Linked DNA regions of Mus musculus: region 2 is linked to region 1. The links are chromatin contacts, called in public Hi-C maps. All regions are on one chromosome and are shown on one strand. Each heading gives the region's core, a stretch centred on a gene start, on an enhancer-like site or on the middle of the called end of the contact. The rest is flanking DNA. Distances are from core to core; before and after follow the strand shown.

What was found. A called contact is a pair of places that touch in the nucleus more often than the background predicts.
Region 2: a Hi-C map of 3T3-L1-derived adipocytes shows a contact between it and region 1, with 5 times the contacts expected there. The contact joins two enhancer-like sites. A contact is called at or near these places in 1 of 39 promoter capture datasets (hippocampal neurons), 10 of 484 Hi-C or Micro-C datasets (3T3-L1-derived adipocytes, cerebellar granule neurons, cerebellum and 6 more) and 1 of 115 datasets of contacts at active chromatin or transcription factors (forebrain).

The regions. Positions count from the first base shown.
Region 1 is chr2:134,930,343-134,933,501 of GRCm38.p6, forward strand. The region is part of intron 2 of Plcb1 (phospholipase C, beta 1); the gene reads left to right. Gm39941 (a long non-coding RNA gene) reads left to right here. Exons shown (of 2, transcript XR_866761.2): 2 at 722-3,159. Among named protein-coding and RNA genes, the nearest start is that of Gm39941, 14 kb to the left of the region's middle. Within about 2 kb of position 1,894, at least 11 of the 459 cell types and tissues checked have an H3K27ac peak or open chromatin away from gene starts, as enhancers often do. A contact at or near this core is called in 3T3-L1-derived adipocytes, where this site is marked.
Region 2 is chr2:135,322,625-135,325,685 of GRCm38.p6, forward strand. Plcb1 (phospholipase C, beta 1) reads left to right here. Exons shown (of 32, transcript NM_001145830.1): 13 at 1-70; 14 at 2,999-3,061. Among named protein-coding and RNA genes, the nearest start is that of 4930545L23Rik, 110 kb to the left of the region's middle. Within about 2 kb of position 1,522, at least 32 of the 459 cell types and tissues checked have an H3K27ac peak or open chromatin away from gene starts, as enhancers often do. A contact at or near this core is called in 3T3-L1-derived adipocytes, where this site is marked.

The sequences.
Region 1 (3,159 bases), core at 644-3,143:
GATAACCCACATGTTAGTAGGGTGTGCATAATGTGAGTGCTTCTATCAAAATTCACAAATGTATACTAAAATATCTATATTTGTACCACATCAACACTTGTAAAAGTAAAATACTTTGTTATGAAGTCAATTATTAAAAAAAAAACCCTGAAAACAGATAAAAGTGAATTGGCCTTTATTGGTCTTACAGCAGTTTCATCTACAATGTTAGATATTTGAGTGGGTATATCTATTCTGTTACAGTGCATATTTGCGAGCCTCAGGATCCCTCTGAGACTATGTCTGGTCTAGAAAGCATTGCATTCATTTATAGTTTTCTGCAATCAGTGGGAGCTTGATTGAGTTAGAAAGCGTACCATTTGAATTTCACTGTGATCTATCTTCCTTTTTAGAAATGAGAGGAGAGACGTACTTAACTGTGTTTGATTGAGTGACAGTTGATAGATCTTGTTTCTCAGTGTGAGGCTAGGTTTAATCTCTATTAAATGCACATGTCACTTCTCAGATGCTGGCTGGCTTGATGATTTGAAAGGACCTCGGGTAATAAGCAAATATTTCTATGACTCTAGAGTCACTGTTTGCTCTTAGCAGGACCTAGGTTTTTCTCAGTTGCCACTTATACTTGGCTAGGGAGCTGAAGACAGTCAAATTCTAAGGCCACTAGCTGATGATCTAGTTGATGCCCTAAGTCTGTGATTAATCTATATTGTATTCTTGGCAGAAACACATAATTACAAATGAGGGATTGGATTGTGCCCTCAGGAGGAACGTGAGTCCCTGATCTATACCCACAGTGCCAGTTCGCTGCTTAGTTGGTGCCTTCTGTGGACAAGGTACAGTGATTTGGAGGTGACCCTTGCTCTTTGTAGAATTTTGAAGTGTTTGAGAGGGTGCTTAACCTCTACTCCAGCATGACTTTTCTTTAAAGCAGAATGCAACACATTTTTTTCGGATCAGAAAATGCAACAGCAGAGACCAGTGCCGTTTATGTCTTTGAAAAATGTGCTATATAGCAGCTGTCCCAAGATGTACCAACTAGCTCAGGGATGGATGGCTCATATCATGTGCTGGGCTCCGGGATGCTCTTCCGGATGGCCAGTGTAACTGTTGCTTCACTGCTTCCAATGCTCCTGCAGGTCTCTTGTGTCCCAGCCTAATGAGAAACTCTCAGAACTCGTTTCGCCTAAATACTAAAGAGTCACCGTACCTTGCTGATCATGACATTCAACTGGAGAAAATTATCCTGGAAACCAGAAGGTCTATCAGGCAAACTCGGGTTATTGACAGGCTAAGAACATTTGTCAGGGCACTGGATTTCTTCTTCAAAGAGAAAGAAATATCTCCCTCTTCCCAGAGTCATTAGATATAAGCTCCCCCTTTTCTGTTTCAGACTGTAGTCTCTCATATAACAAAAAGGGGTGTGTGGAATCCTTCTTATCCTTGAAGGTCATGTTCAGCTCTTATTTTGTCCTTTTCCACTCCCATTAAATTTCTTGTCTCCAAGTCTTGCTTACCCTGTTTCCTCTGATTCTGGACCAAGGCAGCCTGCTAAGCCTGCAAGAACACCAGGCAGGCAAAGGGAGTCTGAATGTTTGCCTAAACTCTCTGAGCTGTTAAAGTGAAACACTGAGGGCAAAGGCTAACTGCAAGTGATGGAATTAAATATTTACCATGTTAGCCATGACCACTCAGGGGTTTCAGGAAAAGCTAACCATATTGCATGGAGTTTTTTCTCCTGCTTTCCAGATGATATCCAGTCTCGAGTAAATTTGCCAGCTCTCGGGGAACGCTATTCAGCAACATTAATTTCTTTGCCTACTTACAGTTTCAAGCAATTATAATCTTGGCAGTTTCACCTGCCTTGAGTAAGAACTTGTACACTTTGTTGATATCTGGCAGAACTAACACTCTCCTGCAAAGACTTACGTTTCAATACTGCTAATTCTACAAGGCACTTGAGCTGTGGATTAGCGTTTTATGGACATTTGGGCCAAAGTTTTATTACTCAATTGTCTCAAATGGAAAAATATATTTAAAAAAAAAACAAGACATTTGGGGTTTGTGTTCTTTTTTCAATGCCCTTATTAAGTTAGTTGGTTTTGTAAGGTGCTAGGTATTGGAACACTAACTCATATTGGATACTCCGCTGTAGAAATTGACATAATGAGTATTGACTTGGGGCTCAACCTTCTTTAGGAAGAACCATGTCAGCTCAGAGCTCCTAAGAGGGTGGCAGGTACATTTTCAGTGACTGTATTATAATCTCACTTCTTTTTCTCGTTTTTTCACTTCCCTTCCCCCTCTCCTCTTTAGCCTCCCTCCCCCTTTTCCTCTTCCCATTTCTACCCTCCCCTTCCTAGCCCTCCTCTTTTTCTCTATTCCCCTCACATTCCTTCTCTTTTTTTATTTCTCCATTGCCTTTATTTTCCTTCCATTCCTTTCTAACTGATCTCACATTTATCCCCTAACAAATGCCTTTGTACAGATCTTTGCCTCACAGTGTATCTATCTCCCCAAGGTTCTTAAAAACCATAGCTGTGATTACATGAAGATAACAAAGTTTGAGGGAAAGAAAGAGATTGGAAGCTACTAATGAACTCTTAGGACCAGGGAAATGGAGTTTCTGTTTTCCTCCCCACATTGGTCTTGTTGGGAGGATGAAGGCAGCTCATTGGCCCCAGGCCCTGCTGGGGACATAAGCACTCTCTTTTCCCTCCCCTTTTCTATGTCTTATGTTATGTGATTTGCTAGCATGTTATATGTCACAATACCCATGTTTACTCTCTGTCTACATCCACTGCTTCTCCCATACACACACAGACACAGACACAGACACACACACACACACAGACACACACACACACACACACACACACACACACACACACACACACACACAGAGTACATAAACCCAGGAAGAAAAAGATCCTTGTTTACTTTCAGTGATGTGTTTAGCACATAGTAGGTCTTAGTAAGTATTAAATAAATGAAGGAGAGAAGTCAAAGGGCAAGCAGACACTGGGTAACTGTGACATGCAAGTCCTTTTAACAACTGGAGAGTTTCAAAGTGGGAGAAATGTTGAGTGGATGGAGATTTAAGGGTTTGGAGAAAACTAATACACCGAAATGCTTTGAAAACACAATTTTCATATTCGAGGC
Region 2 (3,061 bases), core at 272-2,771, 390 kb after region 1:
CAAGATGGCCGAGTATTGCCGATTAATCTTTGGTGATGCCCTCCTGATGGAACCACTGGAAAAATACCCAGTAAGTAGCTGCACTCTGCTCCCTTGAAGGAGAACATTTATCAGTTACAGCTGGGGAGATATGTCCTCTCTGTAGATATATGATCAGCGAGATCTGAGCTGACTGGTGTCAGAAAATATGTGTCTGTTTCCTTTTCTTTATCCAGCCTTATCCCTCCTCTGCTTAAAGTGACACCATTAGTGTTTGTGAACAAATGTCTATTAACCCCCAAATAAGTTACTGAGGACAAGCCAAAGTAGTAATTCCACCAAAGTCTAATTTGGTACCAGGGAGTTACTTATAGGAATATGGATGAAAGGTTGTTGACAGTGGTGTGAATAACTCAAAGGTAACTACATAATCCAAAAGCCCACTTCAGCATGGGCATCAACTCATGGATGCTATATCCCTGGTGCTCCCTGCCTGACAAGTCAGCAGCTAGACCGGTTGAACAGTCCTCTCCCGATTCACACCCCACCCCACCCCACCCCAAGCAGTCCATACTGCTGGTATAATTAGGGAAAGAGGCCTTGAGAAGCTTGTAGGTTTCAGGAACTTCCTGAGTGTGTGAGATTTGTTGACTTCCCTTACTTCCGGAACATCATCAGCCTCCCTCTTTCCCTCTAGGAGAGAATGTTTCAGTTGTCAGTCAAGATTACAAAGTCCTCAGCAGTGAGAGTCAGCTCATAAAAGACAGTCCAAGAGGAGATAGCACTCTGTAAATACCACCATCTCCCCCCACCCCCCAATGGATCTTTGTCACACCCTTTGGAAGTGAATGCAAAATGTGGCAATACTGGTTCCTAAGCCTGTTTCTGCCACCTGCTGTCCACCACCTACATTTACCTTTGAGAAAACACTCAACTTCAGTTGCATCCATGAACCGATGAAATGCCCCAACTCTCCCCATGGGTATCCAGCAAAGAATAAATAGTCACTAAATACTATTTAAGCCTCTCTCTTATTGCTTATTTTTCCTTTAAACAAGATATTGGGGAGCTGAGTAAATCTGATTCCCTAATGGACAGTTGTGAGCCCTGCCCAGGGTGTCTGGCTGCTTGAACAGAGGATTGTCGGCCAAGTAGCCCCTCGTTAGCAGCCAGCTGGCCTGCCCTTATGGCAGCCTGACAGCCCTGAGCATTATATGCCTGCCTTGAGGGAGCTGTGCTGAAACTGCAGCTTCTTGCTGCCAAAGCAAAACGATTCTCGCTACCTCTGTGTTAAACAGCAGGCACCAGACTTCTCGCCATCACCAGCCTCAGCGACCTCTGAACAGCCATATTCACCCACGGCAGAGGGGAGCACAGTTCCTGGTGGCCCAGCAGAAATTTGTGGTTAGCGCAAGCACAGTACTTAATTGGTGTGGGGAATTCTGCAATGCAATGGGTTTCGGACACACCTGCCACGCCCCCTTCACCACTGTAGAATGGAAGCAAGCTGTTTAACTGTGACTCCACAGAGAGATGGCCTTCAGTGCTGCCCCCTGGTGTTGCAGCATGAGCAGTCCATAAGACAATTCTCTAGCCTGCTGTTCTCTTAAGGCTGAACTGGGGATAGGAAGAGGAGCTGGTAGGAGCAGCAGCAGAGTAGCACCAGATGACACTGGGATTCCAAAGAGTGACCAAGGTGAGGAACAAAGGTGCTGGACGAATAATGAACTGTAAAGAACAGGGAAGGGAAACTGGGCCGTATTTAATAGAAATCGTTACAAAGAAAGCTAAGCCTTAAGTTCCCAGGATCGAGACCTATAATACTAGGATTTTAGGTGCTCTGGGTCCTTACACCCTAAGCTCTTTCAGGAGATAGAGCACAAGCAGGCAATAGTGCCTTGCTGCTGATCACTGCTGCAGGAAGCAGAGGATCATGACAGCTGCCCAGTTCCAGACTACTGGTGGCTAAAGCTCAGACTGAAAGCCTGTCACCATGTCACCATACATCTTTAGCTTCTTAAGCCTAGAGCAGTAGAAGCCTGGCTCTCTGTGCTTGAAGCTATATAAGACATGGAGCATACGAACTCCAGGTCCCAGGCTCAGGTCCTCAGGGGGCCCAGCTTAGAACAAGGGAAGATCTTCTCTTCATCTCCCTGGGACTCCTGAGTAAGAGGACCCTGCCCAGTGGATGGGTAGCAGCCCCATCCCTGTTCATAAAGGCAAAGAGCAGCCAGAACCTAAAGAAGCCTCTTCTTCCTGGACACTTTGGCCCAGTATCTGCATATTTTCAAGTGAGTTCATACTGGTCCCCAGACTCATGGCAAGCAAAGGATAGAGGGCCAGCTTGTGGGACTTCAAAGGCCTCTCTAAAAATAAGCCTGTCTTGTGTCTTGCACATGCTCCCTGATACAGTAACTTATAACCTTCTCATGGGAAGTTGATTTCCCAGTATATGGACAAACTTGCAACAGTGAAGTAAGGCTCAGTAAGACAGCTCAGATCTAGGGGCAAGAGGAAAATCTGAAATTATGTCTGATTTGGCTGATGCTAAAAGCCCACCCGAAACCAACACAAGATGTTGCTGCCCCTAACGCTTTGTCTGAAACAGTGACTTATTTGGAAACTTTTACCCAACTTCAACAATTCTTTCTGTCCAATGTTTGGCCTTTTCCCAAAGACTCAGGTCAGAGATGATTTATGTATCTGCAGTAAAATGATTGGACTTGCAGGGCCCGTCAGAAAATGCCTGAGAGTCCAAGGTCAGACCATTAAATCTACCTGTACATTTCCGTGGCCTCATTTTTTTTTTTTTTTGTAGTTTCATTGTAGAAAATGAGTTAGGTCATTTAAAAGCATCTTTTATTTAAAACAAATGCAGGGCACAATTAGAATGCTTTCGTGAACTATGCTGAATATAGTAGATGCCAATCTAGAGGCTGTGCTATCCAAAGCAGTGGGATTAGAGAGGTGCCTGGAAGGAAGGACAGTATTTTTAAAGGCTGTGCTTTCTTTTAAATAGCTGGAATCTGGGGTACCTCTTCCAAGCCCTATGGATTTAATGTATAAAATCTTGGTGAAAAAC